7 separate regions of the Mus musculus genome follow, and all the other regions are linked to region 1. The links are chromatin contacts, called in public Hi-C and HiChIP or PLAC-seq maps. All regions are on one chromosome and are shown on one strand. Each heading gives the region's core, a stretch centred on a gene start, on an enhancer-like site or on the middle of the called end of the contact. The rest is flanking DNA. Distances are from core to core; before and after follow the strand shown. Region 1 holds the start of Irx2 (Iroquois homeobox 2). Region 2 has its middle 170 kb from the start of Irx1. Region 3 has its middle 15 kb from the start of Gm30154. Region 4 has its middle 63 kb from the start of Gm30154. Region 5 has its middle 80 kb from the start of Gm30049. Region 6 has its middle 280 kb from the start of Gm41000. Region 7 has its middle 54 kb from the start of Gm30049.

Region 1 (3,167 bases), core at 447-2,946:
CGAGACTGCTGAAAGGGGTTCAGAAGTTCTGGGGGGTGGCGGGGGGGGGGGCAATAAGGGGAGGGTGTATGGTGGTGGCAGTGTTTGAGTAGAGTGCCTGGAAAGTTCCTACCAAAAGTGATAAATTTGCTTGCCTGCCTGCCCGGGAAAAATTGTCTCCAGTCCATCACTACAATTGATCCCTGGTTCCCTGGGACCTGGACAAGACAAAAAGCAGCCTGGCTGACTACAGCATTCATTCGGTGTCACGGATCTGGCTGCTGCAGGAGCTGGAGCGCCACGATCCAGGCCTAAGCAGAAGCCAGGCGCTCACAGGCAGGAGAACTCTGCCGCCCTCTACTAGCTTCAGAGCCCACCGAGAATAAAATGGAAGCTCAGGCCCGCGCGCCAGGTTTCAGAGTCCTCGTGCTCTACCTAGCAAGCTTCAAGGAGACACCTGTTGGGCGGGCGCCCCCTCCCGGGCCAGCTCACACCTGACCCCTACGAATCCCAAGCGCCCCCCATTGACGCTCCTTTACATCCAGCGTACTAGTGCCCATCCTGGCCATCGACTCCCCTCACTTGGGGAAAGGGAGCAGGTATGGTCGAGAAAGTTTAGGGGCTGGGACCTAAGGGCTCAAGGGACCCGCGAGTCAACTCCTGGACCTCAGGTTACCTGAACCACCTCACGACTGCGACACTTCACAAGCTGGCCCATGTCCTTTCGGGAAGTGGCAGTGGATACTCTAGCAAAGTCAAGTCAGCTCTCCTGACAGGAACCTCTCCCCCAATTTCGAACAGGCATTCAACTTAACAAAAGAAAACAAAAACTCTTTTTGGACCAGAGTGGCGTTTGTTGAAGCGAGTCACTCACTGGCGTGTTCCAGACGTTAACGGACATGATGTTCCTAACACGGCCTGAAATCTTCTCTGTGGACTTGGACAGAAGCCTCACCACGGGGCCTCCCACAGCTTCAAACCGAAACGCTCAGATTCCGGGTAGATGCTTGGCAGCCCAGGCACCAGGAGCAGGAGACCGGACGGGAAGCCACACGGGCAGCCTCAGCCTGGAGTACAGGCGGACAGAGGACTGTAGAAGTGGGATGCCCAGGCAACTCTGCAGGTGTCTCCACACTGCCCTCCATCTCCCTGCGGTGTCTGCCCTGGACACCGCATGCGACCTGGGCTGCTATCTTCAGGGTGATGAGGGGTGCCCGATCCGTATGTTCTCCAGGTGGATCGGACCTGGCCCGACTGCAGGAGGCCTTTGCTGACCAGTGCTAGGCGAGCAAGAGCGCCGGCAGTGCCCGGATGGGGCCCCGGGAAGGAGAAAGGTGGCTGGGCCAAGGCGGGAGTCGGCGGCGGGGTGCGCGGACGTGGCTGAGAGGATGTGCCAGTGGGAGGGGGTGAGCGCTACGCCCAGTTTGGCCAGGCTGGGCTTCACCGCTGCAGGCTGCGGGCCGGGGCGGGAGTGGAGAGAGGCCGCTGCGCGACAAAAGCCTGCACGTCCCTCCCTCCAGCCTCTGGCTGCCACTCCTCCGCCTTCCCCTCCACTTCCCACCCCTCCGCTCTCTGCCCCTCCCCCGGCCTCAGCGGGGCCTCGGCGGCGGGCGGAGCAGGGGAGGGGCGGGCACCAGAATATGCAGATGAGAGTGTGACGGACAGCTCGGCGTTCCAATGTCCCTCGGAAACTCGAGCGCTCCTTCCTCAACTCCTCACTCCTGACTGCAGACTCCCCCAAATCCCGACCGCCGGCCTGGCGCGCGGCTGCGCCCACCGGCTCCGCGCTGCCGCTACCGCCGCCCCGCCGATCCTCCAGCCCCGCGCCCAGCCTAGCGCCCACCAGCCCAGCCTGCTCCGGCCCGCGGCCTCGGTGCGCCCCGGCCGGGCGTGGATGGAGGGCGCCGCGCGCGCTGCCCGCTGCTCCGTGTGACGCGGGCCCCGCGCCCCGCGCCCACCATGTCCTACCCGCAGGGCTACCTGTACCAAGCGCCCGGCTCGCTGGCGCTCTACTCGTGCCCCGCGTACGGCGCGTCCGCGCTGGCGGCGCCGCGCAGCGAGGAGCTGGCGCGTTCGGCGTCGGGCTCCGCGTTCAGCCCGTACCCCGGCTCGGCGGCCTTCACAGCGCAGGCGGCAACCGGCTTCGGCAGCCCGCTGCAGTACTCGGCGGACGCCGCCGCCGCCGCGGCTGCCGGCTTCCCGTCCTACGTGGTAACTGCTTTGGGGTGGGGGCTGGGGAGACCCGGACCAGGGAGTGAGTTGAGCTGAGCGCTGGGGACGCGTTGCGGGTGGCAGCTCCAAAGTCACCAGCACCCGTTGCCGCACTAAACAAGGGACGGGACTGACCTGCAGAGCTCGTAGGCTGATTTCCCTTGAGCTCGTGCGAAGTGCTACTCCACCCGTGCCTGGGCCAAGAGTAATCTCTAATCCGCGCGTGCCGATTGCTGGGGCTGCGAAATCTGTCCACTGCTCTCCGCGTGGTTCCAAGCTGAGGGCCCCGGCTGCCCAGGCCTCTAGGGCCAATGCCGCAAGCTTTGGGTTTCTTGGCCAGACTGGTGGCGGCGGGGTCACGGGGTGGGGGGGTGGGGATGCGGGTGGGGGGGGGGTGGGGTGGGGATAGGCTGAGCCTGTGGCTCTCGCCCTAGACCCAGGCCGAAGCTCTTTAGTGTTGGCCGTTTTCTGTCTCGCTGACCCGGCTTTCAGGGAAAAAAAAATAATGTGTTAACGGGTTTGGGACCCGCTAAGTGCTGCCAGAGTTCGTAGTAGGCCTATGGGTTCCAGCTCCGTAGATCCGGGATCTGTCTGAGCATCTCTGAGTTCTGAAAACAGGCCCCGCCAGAGCGGGTCTTGGCAGTTTTGGGGTGTGTGAAGACATTGTGTATGGGCGGAGGGGGTTTGCTCTAGGTGGAATTCCCTGGGTAGGAACCAGGCCTTGGGAAAAGGTTACAAACCTCTCCTAGTTAAACGTTAAAGGATGAATTAAAATGCTAATTACTACGTAGTTGAAGAATTGGAAACGCTGACTGGCTTCTGAGTTGCAAATTGGATTTACTCTGCTTTAGAGGGTGAATAGCGGAGTGGGGTTCCGAAGTATTTTTTAAGCTACATAAGGGAGGGAAGGGAAGGAGGGAGCAGAGCGGGAAGCCTATGATGAAATTTAGATATAAAGAAACTACTTGCTGTAGTGC
Region 2 (3,167 bases), core at 230-2,729, 490 kb before region 1:
CTGCTCACAATACCACCGGTGAATTCCAATGCCTCATCTTTCCCACATCATCACAGTAGAGTCCTGAATCTGATGACATGACAGGTTTAAGGCCCTCTGCTGATGGCTGAGCTTGGAAACTCCAGGAGAGCCTATAGCAAGTCTGTGGTAGCCATCTTGAGCCTTCCCTGAACCCACAGATTCCATGTGCCAGGGCAATAAGGAAACAGGGGCAGCTTGCTTCAACAAGCAAGCCTTCATCACCCTCAGCCCCAGAAAATCCCATGACTAACTTGCACACATTGGCTCTAAGGTTGGGAGGCAGACACTCCATGCTTTGGTACTGGCTCCATGGTGGCAGAGGTCCTTCTTGGCTGAAGTTTAGGAACAAGGGTAAAAATCTGAGAGCAAGGAGGCCTGAAGGGGAGGAAGAGGAGGGACATGTCACAGATGAAGCATAGCAGCCCGTGTGTGGAGGCTGGAGGAGGAGGAGCAGAATGGGAAAAGCAAGACATGGAACATGCTTCCAGGCTGGCTGTGGCCACTGCTCTTGGTGAAGCCGAGAACACTGGAGTCGGCAGTGTGCTTTCAGGGCTGTAACTCCAGTCCCATGGACCAACTTTGGGGGTGCTTCCTGAATTCACTAGAAGTGTCCCTCAGTTTGGGCTACGAGGGAAGAAATGTGTGAGGCACTAAACAGGGTCTTCCCTCCCAGTAATTGCACAGGCAATTACTCTTGGAAAGCGAAAAGCCAAGGAGTCAGGTGGAAAGGACGGGAGTGCGGTTCCATAGATGCTTCATAGGTTGTTCAGGGAGCCCCTGAGCAGCCTGTTAATTATAGAATCAATTATATCCAATTTTGGCTTAGTACAGTGATGCTATTTCTTACTTACAAAGGGCTCAGATTCTCGTAGGAATGAAAGAGATCTTTGGGATGAATCCCTCTCAGTTTGTCCATTTCTGAACATCATCCCCCGTACACTTTGTCCTGATTGGTAGTCTAGCCACAACAGAAGCACATTCAGAGTCCGCATCCATCTGCCTGAACCCTCCTCTCACTCAGCTGTCAAGTGTTTGTGGGCCCCTAGTACTGAGCATTCCAGGAGAGTTGCTAGCTGTCCATTAGGGGAGACCCAAACCAAGAGCTCTGACACCATGTCTCTCTCCCCACTTCGCCACGCCTGTTCCTATTTTGGACAGATGATGTATTTTTTCATACCCCCTTTATTTGGATTTGTGAACCGCTTCCTCCACTACAAATGGGGTGCTTATCTCCCCAGATGTACTCTAATTAGAGTTTCATGTGGTCATCCTGTGTCCCTGCTCTGAGCTGGAGGAATTCTACCCACATCACACAGGGCCCAGCAGGATCACATTTCAGGCAATCTAGGAGACCTGGGGGGAGGCATCTGGCTGCACCCTTCCTTGTGCCTTACATGATGTTCGGCTGTTCAGCATCTGTGCCACTTAGGACAACAAGTGCTTAGCAGGCCGCACTTCAAACTGCTGAGGGCTCACGATCCTGCAGTGAGAAAACAGATCCCTGTATCCATTACTGGGAACTTGATCTCTCTGACCTTGCCTCTAAAAGTCAAACAGGAAAGTACCAGTCTGGAAGCTCCTACAGGGAAGGAAATGGCTCTGCTAGCTGTCAGCAGACAGGGAAAGGAGAGCTCTTCTTCCAGATAGATAGCATGACTTCTGATGCTGGCCCCAGCATGATAACTTTGACCTTGATTAGCTTGCTACCCTCCCACTGAAGCCAAGAGCCGAAAATAGCAATGGTGATCACAGGTTCCACTGATGAAGCCTAGGTCCGCTGCACACATGGAGGAAGGACTCGCTGAGGAATGAGAGTATCGAAGTAGGGACTCAACACCTCTTTTCCCCACCACACACTCCTGACACATGCCTGTGGGTTGGCTTGTTCACTCCCCTCTCTACCCCGTTACTCTCATGCCTTCTCCACCCTTGTATATATATCTTGAGCACTGGCCACTATTTTCACTGGCCATAAATCAGTGTACTAGTCCCCTAGCCCTAAGGTATGAAAGGCTTCCAGCCAAGGCCTGTGCTTGAGTACTGGCTTCAATACTGGCTCAACACTAGGTGTTTTTGGAATAGTTGTTGCAGTTGGGTCTCCCTGTCCATAACTTAACTGAAGTTGGTAATATCCTTAGACCTGTGGCAAGTGTGAATACATGCATTTATGCCCCATGATGCCTTATTCTTTTTCCAATTGCGTGATATTACAGTGAGTCCCAGCCCTGGCAGTCCAGTCATTTAACTCCAATCAGGTGGACAATGGGATGCTGGGAATGGAGAGGACCTGGTCCTTTGGAAGGTGTACATCAGAAGATGCAGGCAATGTGGCTTTGGACTCGTCTCAGGCTCAGAATAGTCTGGGACTTGGAGCTGCATGCACTTTCTGCCATTGTGGGGGCATTGGCTCTGCTCATGGCCCAGGAGGAACAAAGTGAATGCCTATACTCCTCCTTTTCTTCTTCGTGAGTTTTCATGCAAGAAGATCATGAAGTATTGAGTTACACACTACACGTGGAGAGGGCTCATCCAGCCACACATCACTTTTCCCTGCATCATTTCTGCTACACAAAGCTCTCAGCCTCACAGGGTCCTAGCCTGGTACCCAGCCTTCAGCAGATGCATTTAGAGACTGCCTGGTCAATTCTTTTAAAGTGAAACACAAGATGCTTGCTCTTGCTTGATAGGTATGAGGTGTGTAGCCACTGATGGAGCTACCTCCAGTCTGCCCCTGCAGAAATAGTGCCTGTTAACACACGTTTCTGCTTGGAGAGGGGCATGGGTACTCAGCACTGTCTCCTGGGCATGAACCCTCAATGATGCTCATGATGCTTTTTTAGTGCCAGTTGGGATATGGCAAGGGATTCTGCCTTGTTTTTCCTAAGCAGTAAAGAGGGCTGGCCACGCAGGTAGTCTGACTCTTCACTCACTTCCTTGGTCATTTGTCTTAGTACCTTCTTGGTTTATATTACTGAGTTGCTACAGTCATGTTCCTATCCCCCAGGGCTACAGTGTGGTGACATGGATCAAGAGAAGGCTTCTTTTGGTTTTGGAGGTCAGGACTTCCCAGGTAAGGTGTCCACAGGCCACTTTTTCTCCACGGCTTTCTGGGAAGGATTGTCCGTGCCTGACTGGCTCCAATAATC
Region 3 (3,167 bases), core at 385-2,884, 490 kb after region 1:
ACAACACATTTCCTCATTGTAATCAGGACAGGAACTGGCTCTGTCAGTCCTCACAGTCTACCAGGGACAGTCCTTCAATGTGTAACAGTTAAGTTTGTCTTCTCCAAGAAGGGAAAAGCAAGAAAAGAAAACACATGGAACCAGGGACAAGATACCTCCCCCATACCTGATTTTTTTTTCCACCCAGATCAATCAGTCCAGCCCTAGGGGCAAGGCTGCAGAACACAGCAGAGGCTAACTTAGCAACACTCACTGACCAGAGACACTCTTCTAACATGCTTTGAACTTTCAAAACAAAGCTAGCTTGACCACAGAACCCAGGCCTGAAAGTGGCACACTCTGTCCGGAGCCTGCTATGAGACACCGCCTCACAAAGACAATGCATGAGGGTAAGGACTGTGTCGCTTTTTGTGCAGTGTGCTTGTCTGGAGGTATCCCCTAAAGAGTCACCAAAACATATGAAGAGAAAATCATGCTTAGCAGATGACTTAACTGTATTTAAAAGTACATTGCTTGTAAATAACCCACCAATGCTGTCAAAAATATTAGTCTCCTATTTGAGAAGTCAATTTTTGTCCCCACAGTAGGTTGCTGATGCCACTTCTTCCATTTTTTTTTGTTCTTATTTCTTACCAGAGACACAGTAGCTGCCTTTCTAAACCCACCCTCAGGTTTCATCTGTTTGGGTTGTTTTTTGGTGATGCTGTTTTGTTAGGGCTGACCTCATCAGAAAAGCACAATTCATTTTTTCATATAAATTAGCCATATGTCATTGTGTGGGCAAGACACAAACATTTCCATGAATGGCACACATAAGTAATGAAAACCGAAGGTGGAATGAGCCCTGCCTGTTGGCAGGGTAATAGTTTAATTGTGTACAGTTATTCTTACATTAAAAGCTGCATACCTGGCGAGCTTTACTGGGTAACAGGGACTTTTAAGCATGCCAGTGTTTCTACACAAGTAACGCGGGTCAATTGCAAAAGGGATAACCATAATGATTAAATCATTAAAATTTTGTCTATGCTTCACAGAGCATAGAGAAAATTAACTTCCCACCAACCTCATTTTTCTGCTGAACATGAAATAATGATTTTCTGCCAGTATAATTACAAAGCTAACATCTGATAGAGTCAGCATCCAGCGGGGATTATCGCAGGCATGAGTATTAGACCTCATTACCAGCTTGACTGCAAAATTATTACATCTTGTAATTGGAGGGTGAGATTTATATACAGATTGGCCGGGTTTCTGTAAGATTGTAATTACAAGCTTCGTTGGTTTGCTACTTATCACACGGTGCAGGAGGAGGCAAAAACAAGCAGAGGGAAGACCATTTCATTAAGCCGTAACCCCATCGCGGGAGGAGCGCTGTAACGTCCCTGTATTTATTAGGCCAAACAGAGCTGTTTGCAGAAGGGGAACCCATTTATTACTGCCTGACAAATGGGATTTCATTTATTTAACCTCGGCGATCTATTTCAGTAAAACGTACAAACGAGCCATCCATTTTATGATTCCGGAGTCAACGCTCAATTATCTAAAGGCTAACTGAGTGTTAAAGTGGCCATCTGCTGGGATGAATTCATTGATTTAATTTGCTTCGAGTTGCTGAATGATGCAGGGTAGGTGGGGAGACAGGGCTGAGCCTGCCTGATCTAGGCGGGCGCCTGTGTGGGCGCCGCCTCCCGAGTGTGCCAGTGTGTGTGTGCGCTTGTGCCTGTGTGTGCATGCAAGCACGCATGTTTAATCTTTCACACAATAGAAGAAGGCGATCAATAGCAGCTTAAATTTTATGAGACAAGGAGTTAAGTTGTTCAGCCCCAGCCAGAACACCTTTGCTCTCCGGTAACAAGTCATCTCCGGGGCGGAATTAATATTGACAAGCTGGCTTCTTTGTGGCTCATTTGGAGGGCGCCTGGGCCAATTGGCGGGCGGCAGTAATAGAGCCGTTATTAGACTACATTATGAGGCTGAGGATCGATGCCCAGCCGGCCACCACCCAGAAGGGGACAGGCTGCCTGTCCTTGCCATTGGTTAGCCCTCATTGCTCCTGACATTTTATTTTTAAGGTTTTTATTTAATATATAAAACACATAAATAAGCAAGTGAATAAGAAAACAGATCCCTCCTTGTACAGCAATTCTCAATCCTGTCAGAGCTCCAGGGCTGGTGAAGGAAGAAGCACAGACGGACAGTCAGTCAGACAGAGTAGAAGAAACACTGTAGTCCAGTGTGGCAGTCCCAGCTCTCAAGGCCACTGGCCCAGGACTAGCTTCAAAAGCCCAGAAATAAATTCAGCCATGGAGGCAGCCTGGACCACCAGGATAAGCAAGAACAATGTGGCAGGAATAAGAGTTCCAGGGTGGTGAAGGATACACCAGGTCTCCAGGGGTGGAAGCTTTTTATTGGGAGCCCAGGAGCAAAAGCCTGTGGCTGTAGCTGACAGGTCCAAACCTCCCCCTCCTGCTCCCCATCTGTCCCTGCTACTCCCTCCTCCCACCTTTTGTGCGCGCGCGCACACACACACACACACACACACACACAGCACTTCGTGGTTTCCATTCTGCTGTCATGAGGGCGTCACTCACCCAGTAGACCAAGGAGGGAGTTGCTGGTCTTCTCTGACAAGTCCCTTCTCAACAAGGATATAGAAGCATCCCAGCTCCACCTGTCTCCCAGAATCCAGTCTCCGGGAATGAGTGGATGACCCTCCCTGGTTAACAGGTGACAGCTCCCTCCATTACAAAAGCCTCTGTCAAGTTTGGTTCTTTATGATTCACAAAGGCAAAGCTCCTCAGCAAGGGGAGACTCCATGTGCAGGTTTGGAGGTGTTACCCGAGGAACATCTAGAATCATCCACACCCTGAACACTGAGTGGCCTCCAGATAGGCTCCAGTAAGCATCAACACATGGCAGGGTTTGGTTGGGGTTATAGTAGGTCTAGAGAAGACCCTTAGGACAGCAGTGGGAGAACCAAGGGACAATCATCTGCTCCATAGGATTGCCCCTGTGGTATGGTAACTATAAGTCTGGATTTGTTTGTGCCTTCCCTCCAGACCAAGCTGGAGAGAGATGGATGGTATCCTGCAGGCAAGTAGTTGTAAACCCACACTCCAGGTAAGAATGCCCACCATTAAACCTCTTTGGGACAAACCTTCCTAAAC
Region 4 (3,167 bases), core at 314-2,813, 440 kb after region 1:
GCCTCTCACCCTTTCTATCGCTCCCTCAGTAGAAACTGAAATCAAAGAAATGGCTGGCCTGGAAAATAGGACGTGAAGCCCAAAGGTTTAGATTCTTCAAAAGCAGGAAGCTTTGCAGCAATGAGCAGAGTGCAGACAGTGCACAGGCTTCTCTTTCCCCAGCCGCTCCATTCCATGAAAGTGAAAGTGAAACCGTCTAGGGGTTGTTGAGATGTGAACTGGTCAAAAGTACCTAATAGGAAAATGCCCTCCAGAAACACATTAAGAGGAACGAGGAATATATGCCATTGGGGGTGGGGGGGAAATGGCAAAACTGCAAGTTTACTTGGGTAGAATGGGAAAGGAACACTGGCTTGTGGTCTTGCTCAAGTCTGATTCTGTCCTGCCGGGTTCCCTGCTTTGACCCATATTCCCAGCCCCAGGCAATACAAACTTTGAGGAAGCTCACTACTCTCATTCATGCCTTCTGCAAAAGGGGTAGCACCGGCTCACTTTCTACAAAAGGGGTATCACCGGCTCACTTTCTACAAAAGTAACTTGCTGTGCTTCCTCTGAAGAGGCAACAATATCACACAAGCTTTCCTCCTCTTGCAAGCACTCTTAACTGATATACAGAAAACCCACCTGAGAGGTCTCCTGTCCGCACTCCCACCCCCTGCCTTCTCAGAAGCACTGTGCCTTCTCCCTGGGGCTCAGGATAGATTGGGATGGTTTTGGAATCTCCCTCTGGGGAGACCAGAGAACTCTTTTCTTGGCAGAAGTTGGTTTCCCGATATTGATTGCTCCCCACTCACCTGCACCCGCAGAGCTGCAGTGCCTGCATTTATTTATAATGCTGCAGCAACACCAGCTCCAATTATAATGATTAACTTGACAAAGCTGTAACCACTGGGCAGAGCGAATCTCCAGAGCTGCCCGTCACTGTAGCTGTAGTCCCCTGAGAGGTGTCTTGAAGAGGAGACATCTGGGGAGAGGGCCTGGAAGAGGCTTGTCCAGACATAGAGGGGCTTGAGTCCAGTCCTGTGTGTGGGTGCCTGCATTTGCCACCCAGGAGTCAAGAGGGATCCCTATACACAAGAGTTCTCAAAGTAGCCCAGGAGTTGAAAAAGCAAAAGCAAGTCCTGGCACATTGCCCAGCCTGGTGTGCCCATTGATGGGAATTCTAGCAGAGGCAGGACAGAGGCCCTCGAAGTGCTCTGCTCTGAACATGCCTCCCAAGTGGCCCTGGTTTAGCAATAACAGTACTGCCTCCCCATACATGCTCTTTCTCTCTGCTTGCTCAGGACACTGCCCACAAGCCCCGGCCAAGAGACCAGTGTCAAAAGTAGGATTCTGGAACTGATGGATGGGGGCTCCTCGGATCTGCCTCAATTATCCACTAGCAAAGGCTGTTATTCTTCAGCTACAAGTGGTAGTCATGTCTGAGTGGCCCTGTTTGTGAGGCTTTGCCCTGGCTTGTCCACTTAAAAGATCATTAATCACCGCCCCAGTTTATAAATCACAGAGGCCGGCTCACCGTGCGCAATGATGAGGTTGAAGCGCCCAAGAGTACTTAGCGAATTCCCAGACCCAGCCAGCGCTCTTTCTCTCCGCCTCCAGCAGCCTGGCCATCCATCATCCTGCACCCACTGAGGCAGAAGCGCGGTGACAGAAGAAAGCCTGGGAGCCAAACAATATGATCGCTTAAGACTAGGGCCAGAGAGCTCTTTAAAATTTCCAACCAGTTCCTTAGCCTTTTGTGTTAACAAAACCTATTCATTTCGGGATTTGGCAGTTCAAATTATTTCAGACAAGACCCCAAGACAAATGGCTATATGATAGAGTCACACAGGCACAGTGGCAGCTAGGGGGAAAAATGGAGGCTGCTGCTGGTGAGTGATGAGAAATAAGGCTGACGGGTCTGGAGGCTTGGCATCCACTTATTTGCTTCGTCTGGGCAGGACAGACCACCGAGGATGGCCAGTGCCTTCCAGAACTGGAAAGCCCTCCTAGACTCTTCAACACATATTTTCCCGGAACGCATGTGTGGAGAGAGGCCTGGGGCACAGATTGTTAAAGCAGTTAAACCTAGCAAGCAATGGCAAGGAAGCTAGAAGGGGATATTTTCCTTCCCACTTGGCATTACCCGCTAAACTAGTTTTACATATTTCCAACATTTTCCCCTGGAAGGAGAAATCTTAAATTGTCCATTGTCCAGAAGAAAGTGTGAGAGGGGTACTTAAGTGGAGCTGACAGCTCCCATTTCCCGCACTCTGGCTGAGAGCGGTTTGAACGGCTGGGAAATTGTGTTTGAAGCGATGTAATGACGTGTAATAATTTCCTGTCGGTGTGTCAATGAGAAGCCTAGAGAGTGGCATGGTAACATATAGGGGCGACACCACAGAAAGGTAGGTGTGAGGGGGAGCAGGGTAGGAAGGATCCTGTGGGCTCTTCAGATGCAGAAACTGATGGAAGCATGATTGTAAGGAGCAGGTGAAGGGGTCTGAGGAAAGCTGGCCGGGGAGCAGTCCTCCAGAGTCCTACCCAATCCAGCTGGCTTTCCCATCAATTCTATGTGGCTGTCTCAAGCCACTACCTTAGGAATGCTCCAATCGGCAAGTCTGCTAGCCAGGGTGAAAGGGGGCTCAGGGTCTGGGCAGAAGCTGATGTCACAAATGATTCCCGCACCACCACCCCCACCCCCATTCAGAAACTGACTCTGTGACCCATAAGTGTATGTTCACTGTTACCTGAACCAAACAAAGGGAAACCCTGCAGCACACCTGTAAAGAAAAACACAAATCCAAAGCAGCTCCGCTGTCTATGTATGCCTGTCTCAAAGGAAGTGCCTCTGCATAGCCCCACGGCGAAGGGCACATGCTCTGTGCCTGCCTCCCCACCTATACACTCCTTCAGCTAGAAAAAAAAATGCACTTGGGTAATTCCAGGTGCTCACCTTCATATTCATCTTCCCTAGGAAAAGCATGTAGAAAGATTTGTGACTTATCTCTGCCCTGGAAGCCTCAAGCCACCTCTCCAGCCAGACCAATGACCAAACCCACAGAGTACCAATTTCAGAAGGAAGCCTGAGGGACAGGCCAACTGACCCTGTCACTCAGCATGATGTCATCAACACAAGGCAGTGACTTCTCTAAGCCCCCAGGAATCTGTCCTCACTCCAGAACTTA
Region 5 (3,167 bases), core at 293-2,792, 390 kb after region 1:
TGAATGAAAATCATTATGCATGTGTCAAAACCCACACAGCTTCACAGAGCTCAGTAAACATTGACGGATTCAAGTTTTAAAACCGGCTTAATTGTGATCAGAAACACACTTTACCTCTAGACACACTGTATCATTCCATGACAGAAAAAGACATTACACAACAGCCACTGTCTTCCTCAGGGTTACTACTGCTGTGATGAAACACTGTAACCAAAAATGAATTGGGGTTTATTCAGCTTACAGCTCCACATTGCTGTTCATCACTGAAAGAAGTCAGAGCAGGAACTCAGGCAGGGCAGGAACTGATGGCCGGAGCTGAAGCCATGGAAGGGTGCTGCTTAGTGGCTTGCTCCTCGTGGCTTTCTCAGCCTGCTTTCTTATAGAACCCAGTCCAGGAAAGGCATCCACAAAGAGCTGGGTCCTCCCTCATCAATCATCAATTAAGAAAATGCCCTTCAGGCTCATGTATAGTCCAATTTTATGGAGGCATTTTCTCAGCTGAGGTTTCATGCATTCTGATAAGCGTAGCCTGTGTCAAATTGACAAACACTAGCCAGTACAAGCCCAGGTACAGTCCGTATATACCTCAATAGTGATTCTTTAAGCTCTGGGCAAGGACATTAGTTCCATACCTATGACTATATTTTTAAAAATTACCTGAGGCAATCAAGTTTAAAAGGGGAAAGGTTCATTCCGGCCTGTAGGTTTTGGATTTTGTGATCAGGTGGCTGCCAAATCATGGCGTGGTTACAGAGGGCATGCAGCAGAGGAGACCCACTCACCTAGTGACTGGGACTGTAGGAAAGAAATGGGACTTGAGTTCCACATTGCACATCAAGAGCATGCGTCCAATGACCTAAGACTCCCAACAGAATCATCGACTAGATTTTCTGTTAGCATTCTATATGGACACCAGTTCTTTGATCCTTTGGACTTTGAGAACTACCTAATACTTAACATGTAACAGAAAGCATGACAGGAGAACTACCTCGTATTTACATACAAAAGAAAGCATGAAAGGAAAAGTTGGGGTGGAGGAAAGAGGGGAGAGAGGAGGTGGGGAGGAGGAAAGGAAGGGTGGGAACTATCAGAAGCAAGTGGACTGAGCTGAACTCAGTCAAGTTAAATGCCTACTAAGGAAAACAAAAGTGACTGGCACTCACTATGGCACAAAGAAGAATTCAGTCTCCACTGCATAATTAGTGGTATCACATAATACAAAATGGGTAAATAGAGGGAAAATAAAAACTGAGACTGACTTAACATAGCACAGACATTGGAATGACAAGTCAGCTAGGACATGCTGTCACCATACTCTTTCTTATCCCCAGTCCACCCTGGGACCAGGGGGTAACATCCAGCAGCACTGTGTACCATGCTGCTGACCCAGGAGTGTTACGAGGCTCAGATGCATTAAAACATTTTAGAGCATGAGGCTTTGTTCAGACTTTGCTCTTCCGTAACTGCAGTCTCCACACAGACAAGCAAAACAATAAGAACAGCTGAAAGGCAAACAGTCAGACAAAGGAGAAGCCCAGTGTTCTGTTCACCAAAGACCGGGCAGAGCGAAGCTTGTCAGCAGCACTGACTGCGAGTCACTCCACACTTTGTCTAACAGGACCCTTCCTGAGGTTCAACGGTCCCGCCAGAGCAAGGCTGAGCACATGGGACAGAAACTGTCATGGTCTCCTTGCCAGAGGCCTCCCTTGCTGGAACTTGGAGCAGCCTCACATCCAGCCGCGTGAATTAACAGTCACATTAAGACGCATCCAACGCACAGGTGAGGAGAAGAGCAAAAGGATCTAGAGAATGGACATCTTCAAACTCATAGGCATCTGACATGATGTGGATCGACAGGCCATGCATCCACTAAAAAAGTTCACCTTGCACAGAGAGAGGCTATGAGGTCCTGAGGCAGAGACTAAGAGTGAAGTCAAAGTGTGGGTGCTCTATGGGTAACCCTTAGAGTGAGGACATGTAGAGAGTGGTAGGTGAGGCCTGGGCTTTCCTATGCATATGCCCTCAGCTGACCATCACAGGAGGTGCTGGAATGGACTCTTCCTTTAGCATCTTAACAAGCATAGACTCTCATGTCTACCCAGCTTTTTAGGTGTTCAGGTACAGATATGTAAATCAACAGCATTTATGAGTGTCAAGAAGAATAAGACATTCTGGCATACATGCCCCACTTCAGGAGAAGCAGGACCTAGGAGATAGGTGACTACAGAGTTCACTGAAGCCCTAAGTGCTGTGGAGTGCTGAGTCTTAGCCATCTGCCCTCAGATCCCAGAGTCCAGAAGGCACCCCTGGAACAACACAACTTTCCACTTGTTCATCTGTGCTTCCCAGAACCCAGCCAAGCCTCTCTCATCAGAGGCCATGTCTGAGAATGCATGTTTCTCCTAGTACTTTCCCCTAGTTCTTTCCCTCAACAAGTAGGGTGAGGGGTAGGAAACAGAATCCAAGGTCACCTTGGTCAATTTCACAGCAGCTTCTGTAGGAAGGACAATGGGCCAGGAGTGCAGAAAGGCTGCCTGGGTTTGCTACTTTGCAATTCTAAACTCCACTCATAAAACACAAGGAGCCAAATCTGGGAGTAAGATTGGACTGGTGGGTGCTCCAAGAGCTGCCAGAAGCTAAGAACAGCTACAGCTCAGTCCCTGCTCCATCCCCTGGATTGATTCTAAAATGACAATTCATTATGGTGCTCAAACCACACACACACACACACACACACACATTCCTACAATTCCAGCAATGCTAAAATACATTATGCCAATGACCAGATAAATCTTATTATGTTCTTCTCTCTGCCAAAGGGATAAATCATCCCACCACAGCCCAGCTGAGTCACTTATGATCAAAGGCACCGGCTTTTCTAAGACACGGTGCTAACCCACATCACTTGGACTTCTGACTGTGCCCATTCACAGTCGTCCTGAGAGAGGTCACGTGACTTCCTCTGTGGAGCCTAAAACACCATGGAAGAAAAGCATGTGAAATTGAGATTAAAGCAATCCTCACAGCTGTCAGGCTACCAATACCATTTGCCAAAATTGAACCAAGTATCTCCACTCAGGTCCCAGTCACTCATAGCTCTCAAGTACATAGTTATGGAAGCCTGACCTTAAATACAACCTGAGGCTAGTGGCCAAAAAAAAATCACT
Region 6 (3,167 bases), core at 391-2,890, 380 kb before region 1:
AGTGAGCGCGCGCACACACACACACACACACACACACACACACACACATACTGTACAGCACACACACACAAAGGCACATATACACAATAAAATGTTACTGGCAGCTGTGTCTCAGTAATCATATTATTCTTTTTTTCTATGAAAATTTTGATATTGTTTATCATGTATTCATACTAAAAACAATTCTACAATATCTCAACAAAGTAACTTACTTTCTATTTTGTAATTACTTTTTAAACTATTAAGGAAATGGGGCTGTGAAATTCTGAATGTATCATAAAGAGATCTCTCTGTAGCTATCAGGAGCTCTCTTAGAGGGTACTACCTTCAACTTCTATCACAGCAATGGACCTGATGTTGTGACTTTGACTGTGAAACACTTAAAATTAGTGTACAGACCAATAGTTCTAATAAATTCTTCTTTTTCATTCTTTATTTTGCTTTTGACAGTCCCATGGTTGCTTGACACATTATCAGCATTGGTGGACTCTATGATGTCAGCTTACCAGCTTACAAGCTGTGTGGTGTTGTTCTTACAAATACCTGAAAGGCTAAAATACATGTGGAGCATATGTCTTACTATAGATGAACAAACCTACATGGTTGCATTTAGGCTTCTGCCATGACCCCTCAGTTAGTGTCCTCCTACTAAGTCAATGATGTCTCATCAGGGACACCATGAATGAATGGGAGACCTCAGACAGCAAGATTTGGAAGCCGGGATCATGGGCTACACTTGGGAATGGGGCATCTCCAAGTCACCCAGACAGGCTTGATGTTAAAAGGAAACCAAGGTCTAAGTCACACCAATTAGCTCTCCTGTAGTCTATGTCATTTTTTCATCAACAGGGCTCCATCTAAGATTATTGTTTGATGGATTTTCTTTGTGTTTTCTCTTGAGCTAATATCTTACTCTGTAACACAGGCCAATTTCAAGCTCAATATGCAATCCAAGTTACCCTCAGCCTCTCAAGTACTGAAATCATAGACCAGAGCCACCACATCCAGTTACCATCTTAAAATACTCCCAGAATCCTTAAAGGGGGCTCTGGCCTTTGAATTCTGCTGTGGTGTCTCAAATTATGCATCTGCTTCTGGCTCTGAAAATCATTCTATGTCCAGGAAAAGCAATTATGCCAAAGGGTTCTAAACGTTTACCCCGAGCAAGTTCGGGATAAGGTGCAAAAAATTCTCTCTGTCTCCTCTATTCCTTGCACCACTGGATGTCTATGTACAGAAGTCACTGCTGCCCGTGCTGAGATTCTGAGGTCTGTTGTAGTCTCCCCTCCCCCAGCCTGAAACCTGCTTGCTCAGGGGTGGAGCTTCCTGCTCATTCGTTCTGCCACGCCCACTGCTGGAACCTGTCGCTTTGTTGTTTGGAGCCACACACGTGCTCACCTTTTTACTGGACCAGAGATTATTCGGCGGGAATCGGGTCCCCTCCCCCTTCCTTCATAACTAGTGTCGCAACAATAAAATTTGAGCTTTGATCAAAATAACTGTCTTGGCTACATTTCTTTCTCTCGCCACCTAGCCCCTCTTTTCTTCCAGGTTTCCAAAATGCCTTTCCAGGCTAGAACCCAAGTTGTGGTCTGCTGGCCGGACACAACACCTGGTAATTGTTAACTCTCAAGACAGTTTCTAAGAGCCCCTAACGATAGCACATTTGCATTGCAGGTTCCAGCAATGGTCAGGGTGGGTCAGGGTGACTTTCTTTGAATGAACACTCCTTGAACCCAGGAAGCGGGTGGGTGGAGGAATGTCGCTATCTGTTTTATGATTAGCATACCTTGGAGCACTGAGTTTACTACTCTTTCAAAACAACTAACTGAAAAGCCTGGAGCTAGTCTGTAACATCAAGAATGTATTTCCCAAATATGTAGGGTTGGTCTATAGGCTCTGTTGTTGAAATAATGGCAAACATGCATGAAACTAGCTACTTACTCATGTAGAAGCATGAAAGGATAACTCTTAAGAGATTTTGTTCTGAGGATGAGCTCAGTGGACACTCCAATGGCACTTCAGAACTTCTGGTTCTATGGAAACCTGATGCTCTGAGCAATGTGCCAACAGAGTTATACTCCATGGCTGGATTATAAATCATTTCCTTTGCTATCTTGGCACCAGGAGTTTGGGATAAATATGTATCCAATAGTGCTGGTAATGATGGAGTATGTGAAACCTTAATAGTGATTCAAAGTTATCAAAAGTCAGTAATTTCTGTGAAGGGAGCATGTTCTGTGTTGCAGTGACTGGAAACTTCCCTGAAGCCTTGATTAAAAGTCCCATCAGGTCAAGGTCTGGATCTGCTAGGCATAGACTAAGTATATTAGGAACCCCAAAACCTTGTGGTCTCCAAAACAGGACTCTTCCAAATTCAGTATCATGGAAACACAATGTGGTGACAACTCTTTCTATAAGAATGGGACAGTTGTAGGAGGAAGATGAGTTCAAGAAGAAAATCAGCCTTTTCATCGCAAAAACAAGGGAATAGCAGCAGAGAGGCCAGATTCTAGAACAAAAACTGTGGCCCTCTCCTCAGCCCTAGACAGAACTTCCAGCCTGACCTAACAGTTCATTTGCCTGCCCTATACTTCTGAAAATCTGGGAGCTATTTGCACTTACCTAAGAGTTTTATCAGACATAAGAGTGAGGAGGGGGCATTCATGATACACAAGGGCCACAGTAACTATGTTGAGTGCGAAGGATCAATTGTTTCTTTTGCCAATGTGTTCAAGGCTATTTTTCACTCTCTCTTCTATTAAATTTAGTATATTTGGGGTTTTTTGTTGAGGTTCGTTATTCCCTTAGACTTGAGTTTTGTGCAGGGTAATAAATATGGATCTATTTGCATTCTTCTACATGTAGACATTCAATCAGTTAGACCAGCATCATTTTTCCATTATATGGTTTTGGCTTCTTTGTCAAAATGAAGTGTATGTAGGTATGTGTGTTTAGTGTGTTTATTTCTGGATCTTTAATTCAATTTCATTGATCAATCTGTCTGTCTCTGTATCAATAGCAAATACACGGTATTTTTAATAATAAGCATTTCCTATTCAGTTCAGGTGGGTAACCAACATTAATTGCAATTGCCTATCTCATGCAGAAGTCTTGGGAACTTCCTTGGACAAACATCTATTTCTAGAAAGAAAATGAACCTTTAG
Region 7 (3,167 bases), core at 247-2,746, 370 kb after region 1:
AGTGTGCCTGTTGACCTTTAATGAACACACAGAGTCCGCTAACCCATCTTGGACCTGGTGCCTTTGTGTGTAGCAAGATGCAGACAAGCAGTGACATGACACTTGACCTCTCCATAATGAATGTGATGATGTTCCCTGTTACTTCTGCCCACGAGGTTAAATTGAGACTCTAAATAAATAAATAAACAAATAACCCTCTCCACGGAGGTCAATTAATTCTGTAGCTCTACTAAGCTGCTTAGGTACACGGAAGCTGGACGCCACTACTACCTGAAAGCCTCAGTAGATAGCCAAGACGTATGCTGGGGTCTGCAGAGGTCTCTGCTGCAGATAGTGGGCCCCAAACCTGTGACCCCATGCATGGTCTGAGCCTCAACATGTGTGATTCTTCTCTGAAGGTCAGTTTCTGGTCAGTTCTGGGGACAGGAAGAAGGCTCACTATGTAATCTAATTGCTTCTCCTCCACCCTCAGGTCTGCATATTATATTATATTGAAAAGTAATTATGCAGCGAAAGTAAAATGTCAGCGGTACTGTCTGGCAAGCAGTGGCACAGATGTGAATTATTCTCTTCCCTGCGTCTTGCAGACATCTCTATACCTCTCTCGTCACACACCACGGTGTGTGCTCATGGGCCTGAGTATTTATGCACACGAGATGAGATTTTCAGTTCTTTTTTTTTCTTTCCTTTCTCCTTGCAGCATCAAGATCCCAAGCTGAGTGGCCTTGTTGGCAATGATTGATCACCCAATATCTAATTAAACCTGATCCAATCACTTATTATGCAGAGTGGAACAAACAAACTGAAGGCAACTGTCAGCCTGGTGATTGATGATCCGGCCAACCCGGCTTTTGTGGCTCCTAATGTCCCGACGCTTGTTACAACCAGGCAGAGCCACCACGCTGGACCAAGCGCCTGTCACCCCCCCCCCCCACACACACACACACATACACACAACTGAACTTTAAAATGTGTGCTGGTGGGAGGGGAATGAGGAACCTGGAAGATCCTAAGAACAGGATTTTGTTGGTGTGAGCCCTATAATGTGGTCACACACACCCCAGAATAGGTCCCCAAACCATCACCAGTTGAGAGAGGTTCAAGCCTGACAGTCATGCAGGTGGCTGTGTCTTTGTGTCTGTGTGGAGAATGATTGTGGAAAGCAGCTATGTCCACCGGGTTGCGTGCTTCTTCGTGAACCCACTTGTGCACCCAGAAACTGCAGGGGCAGCTGTGCCAGCAGATACCCCTCAGGGAGACTGACAAATAAGACATTAGCATAACCCTAGTGGGGTAAAAATTCCTTTTCTATTGTCTGCCAGGCAGGATTCTCTTAGCAACACTCATTTATAAATTTTTCAGTTTTAATGTTTTAATTATTTAAAATGCAAATAGGTTCAAGAAGAAAGCAGACAAAATATAGATTCCCTATAGAGCCTCTGAGGGGTGTGGGCTTCATGTCTCTTCCACACAGCCTTGATTCTCTGCTCTCCTGAGACCCAAGATTCCTGGCATCAGGGGGTCCTTCAGGAATATGATCAGCTTGAATGGCTGTATGCCCTGGAGTAAGCCACACAAGCTGGGAGACTGAATGAATTTGAAGTTAATTCCATGTTGTAAGTTAGCAGCATCTTGGATCCTGTGTTTAACAGGGCTCTATCGCATCCACACATGAGGACCAGAGGTCTGCAGACACACACCGGGAGATTGTCCTTACCTCAGAGGTGCTTCTGTGGAATGTAGAACTGTGCAAGTCAGCACTAGCCAGTGGGGACTGTCCTCAGTGCAGAGGGGAGATCAGAACTGAGTGTGCTTTCATGGGCAGCCTCTTGTTACGTGCCTGAACAGTCATCCCTCAACCCTTCCGACATTCCCAGGGTTGGGTGGAATCTAAGAGACATGGGACCCTCAGACCCAGCCAGTTCTCTCTCTCCAGGGGCAGCTTTGAAAATGACAGAGTCACCCAGAGATGACTGGCTTCCCTGTTATCTGTCCCCCAACCAAGCTCTCTCTCCTTACATCAAGGCCATGGGGCAGGGGGCAGGGACTCCCAGGTCCTTTCATCCTGGGAGACTGATTCTGTTTCCCTCTCCATTGATTACACTGCCACCTTCTCAGTCCATTAAAACAAATGTGAACAGGAATCACAGTTGTGTTCCTCCTGGGAAGAATTAGTTTTTAGTTTGTTTTCTATCAAATTTTAAGTACTCCTGTGTGGATTCTGGTAGCATATCCAGGGCCTCTTTGAAACACACTAAAACAGCCTGTGGGTGGGTGTTGGTTCCTCCTTGTGGCTTCTCAGAATAGAGAAGGCATAGCTCTGGCATCAAACCCCAGTTTATACCCTGACTTCTTACATTCAGACACACTCATCATCTCTCAGAGTACTCTCTTCACCTGTAAATTGGATACATCTACCCAGCATCAACTGGAGAAGAAAGATGCTGTGAGCAGAGATGCTCTTCTTGAGGGCTGTGTTTGAGATGAGGGAGGCCATGCACTTCAGAAGAGATGATTAGAGGAGGGGCTACAGATTAGAGGAGGGGCTACAGATTAGAGGAGGGGCTACAGATTAGAGGAGGGGCTACAGATGCTTCCCAACTGTGAGAACAGACATTTGCCTGAGCACACAGAAGGCTCAGCCATTTGTGGTCAGTGTGCCTCAGACCATCCTTCTCTGAAAACAGAGACTGGCCTCAAAGTTCTGTTGAGCGCTAACTGCCGAGGCTTCCCTAAGTGGATTGCAGGAAGTCCAACTCATCTCAACTCCAGAAGCCTCATACACTCCCCCTCCACCAGCCCCTTTCCTGTCACAAGATCCCACTTTCCTGGCTCCTGTTAAAACTCCTCAGGCTAAAACTCCTGATCTAGATTTGATATAATCTATGTAGAGCCTACTTTAATTTCTTTTCTTGTTTTGAGAACATATTATAATCACATCATTTCCCCCCTTCCCTTTCCTCCTTTTAAACCCTCCCAGAGACTCCTCTCCTACTGTCTTTTAAATTCATGGCTCCTTTAACCTGTTTAGTTTGTCTAGTGCTGTCTCTCTCTCTCTCTCTCAATCTCTCTCTCTCTCTCTCTCTCTCTCTCTCTCTCTCTGTGTGTGTGTGTGTGTGTGTGTGTGTGTGTGTGTTTTCAAGGGTTAATCATTGAGTGTTGGGTAA

The links. Hi-C and Micro-C count contacts between places; a contact is called where the count stands out from the background. HiChIP or PLAC-seq counts read pairs in DNA pulled down with a chosen protein or histone mark.
Region 2: a contact with region 1 is called in an H3K4me3 HiChIP or PLAC-seq map of craniofacial prominence, with 3 times the contacts expected there. The contact joins the enhancer-like site here to the promoter of Irx2 in region 1. A contact is called at or near these places in 1 of 39 promoter capture datasets (the 3T3-L1 cell line), 10 of 115 datasets of contacts at active chromatin or transcription factors (bone marrow-derived macrophages, cardiomyocytes, craniofacial prominence and 6 more) and 1 of 9 other capture datasets (embryonic stem cells).
Region 3: an H3K4me3 HiChIP or PLAC-seq map of embryonic forebrain shows a contact between it and region 1, with 2.1 times the contacts expected there. The contact joins the enhancer-like site here to the promoter of Irx2 in region 1. A contact is called at or near these places in 1 of 484 Hi-C or Micro-C datasets (cortical neurons) and 5 of 115 datasets of contacts at active chromatin or transcription factors (embryonic forebrain, embryonic hindbrain, embryonic midbrain and 2 more).
Region 4: an H3K4me3 HiChIP or PLAC-seq map of neural tube shows a contact between it and region 1, with 4 times the contacts expected there. The contact joins the enhancer-like site here to the promoter of Irx2 in region 1. A contact is called at or near these places in 1 of 39 promoter capture datasets (trophoblast stem cells) and 3 of 115 datasets of contacts at active chromatin or transcription factors (craniofacial prominence, embryonic hindbrain and neural tube).
Region 5: an H3K4me3 HiChIP or PLAC-seq map of embryonic hindbrain shows a contact between it and region 1, with 3 times the contacts expected there. The contact joins the enhancer-like site here to the promoter of Irx2 in region 1. A contact is called at or near these places in 1 of 484 Hi-C or Micro-C datasets (uterus) and 5 of 115 datasets of contacts at active chromatin or transcription factors (the NIH/3T3 cell line, embryonic hindbrain, embryonic midbrain and 2 more).
Region 6: a Hi-C map of embryonic stem cells shows a contact between it and region 1, with 4 times the contacts expected there. The contact joins the enhancer-like site here to the promoter of Irx2 in region 1. A contact is called at or near these places in 1 of 39 promoter capture datasets (cranial neural crest), 11 of 484 Hi-C or Micro-C datasets (differentiating embryonic stem cells and embryonic stem cells), 8 of 115 datasets of contacts at active chromatin or transcription factors (embryonic hindbrain, embryonic midbrain, embryonic stem cells and 2 more) and 1 of 9 other capture datasets (embryonic stem cells).
Region 7: a contact with region 1 is called in an H3K4me3 HiChIP or PLAC-seq map of embryonic hindbrain, with 2.5 times the contacts expected there. The contact joins the enhancer-like site here to the promoter of Irx2 in region 1. A contact is called at or near these places in 1 of 39 promoter capture datasets (hippocampal neurons), 1 of 484 Hi-C or Micro-C datasets (cerebellar granule neurons), 4 of 115 datasets of contacts at active chromatin or transcription factors (embryonic hindbrain, embryonic stem cells, neural tube and 1 more) and 1 of 9 other capture datasets (embryonic stem cells).

The regions. Positions count from the first base shown.
Region 1 is chr13:72,627,124-72,630,290 of GRCm38.p6, forward strand. It overlaps Irx2 (Iroquois homeobox 2), which reads left to right and starts at 1,697. Exons shown (of 5, transcript NM_010574.4): 1 at 1,697-2,190. The coding sequence starts at 1,939. Gm20554 (predicted gene, 20554) reads right to left here and starts at 1,441. Exons shown (of 1, transcript NR_030701.1): 1 at 1-1,441.
Region 2 is chr13:72,132,817-72,135,983 of GRCm38.p6, forward strand. No RefSeq gene overlaps it. Among named protein-coding and RNA genes, the nearest start is that of Irx1, 170 kb to the left of the region's middle. Within about 2 kb of position 1,480, at least 11 of the 459 cell types and tissues checked have an H3K27ac peak or open chromatin away from gene starts, as enhancers often do. A contact at or near this core is called in craniofacial prominence and neural tube, where this site is marked.
Region 3 is chr13:73,115,962-73,119,128 of GRCm38.p6, forward strand. No RefSeq gene overlaps it. Among named protein-coding and RNA genes, the nearest start is that of Gm30154, 15 kb to the right of the region's middle. Within about 2 kb of position 1,635, at least 35 of the 459 cell types and tissues checked have an H3K27ac peak or open chromatin away from gene starts, as enhancers often do. A contact at or near this core is called in cortical neurons and embryonic forebrain, where this site is marked.
Region 4 is chr13:73,068,853-73,072,019 of GRCm38.p6, forward strand. No RefSeq gene overlaps it. Among named protein-coding and RNA genes, the nearest start is that of Gm30154, 63 kb to the right of the region's middle. Within about 2 kb of position 1,564, at least 14 of the 459 cell types and tissues checked have an H3K27ac peak or open chromatin away from gene starts, as enhancers often do. A contact at or near this core is called in neural tube and trophoblast stem cells, where this site is marked.
Region 5 is chr13:73,017,734-73,020,900 of GRCm38.p6, forward strand. No RefSeq gene overlaps it. Among named protein-coding and RNA genes, the nearest start is that of Gm30049, 80 kb to the left of the region's middle. Within about 2 kb of position 1,543, at least 1 of the 459 cell types and tissues checked has an H3K27ac peak or open chromatin away from gene starts, as enhancers often do.
Region 6 is chr13:72,252,106-72,255,272 of GRCm38.p6, forward strand. No RefSeq gene overlaps it. Among named protein-coding and RNA genes, the nearest start is that of Gm41000, 280 kb to the right of the region's middle. Within about 2 kb of position 1,641, at least 5 of the 459 cell types and tissues checked have an H3K27ac peak or open chromatin away from gene starts, as enhancers often do. A contact at or near this core is called in embryonic stem cells, where this site is marked.
Region 7 is chr13:72,992,450-72,995,616 of GRCm38.p6, forward strand. No RefSeq gene overlaps it. Among named protein-coding and RNA genes, the nearest start is that of Gm30049, 54 kb to the left of the region's middle. Within about 2 kb of position 1,497, at least 3 of the 459 cell types and tissues checked have an H3K27ac peak or open chromatin away from gene starts, as enhancers often do.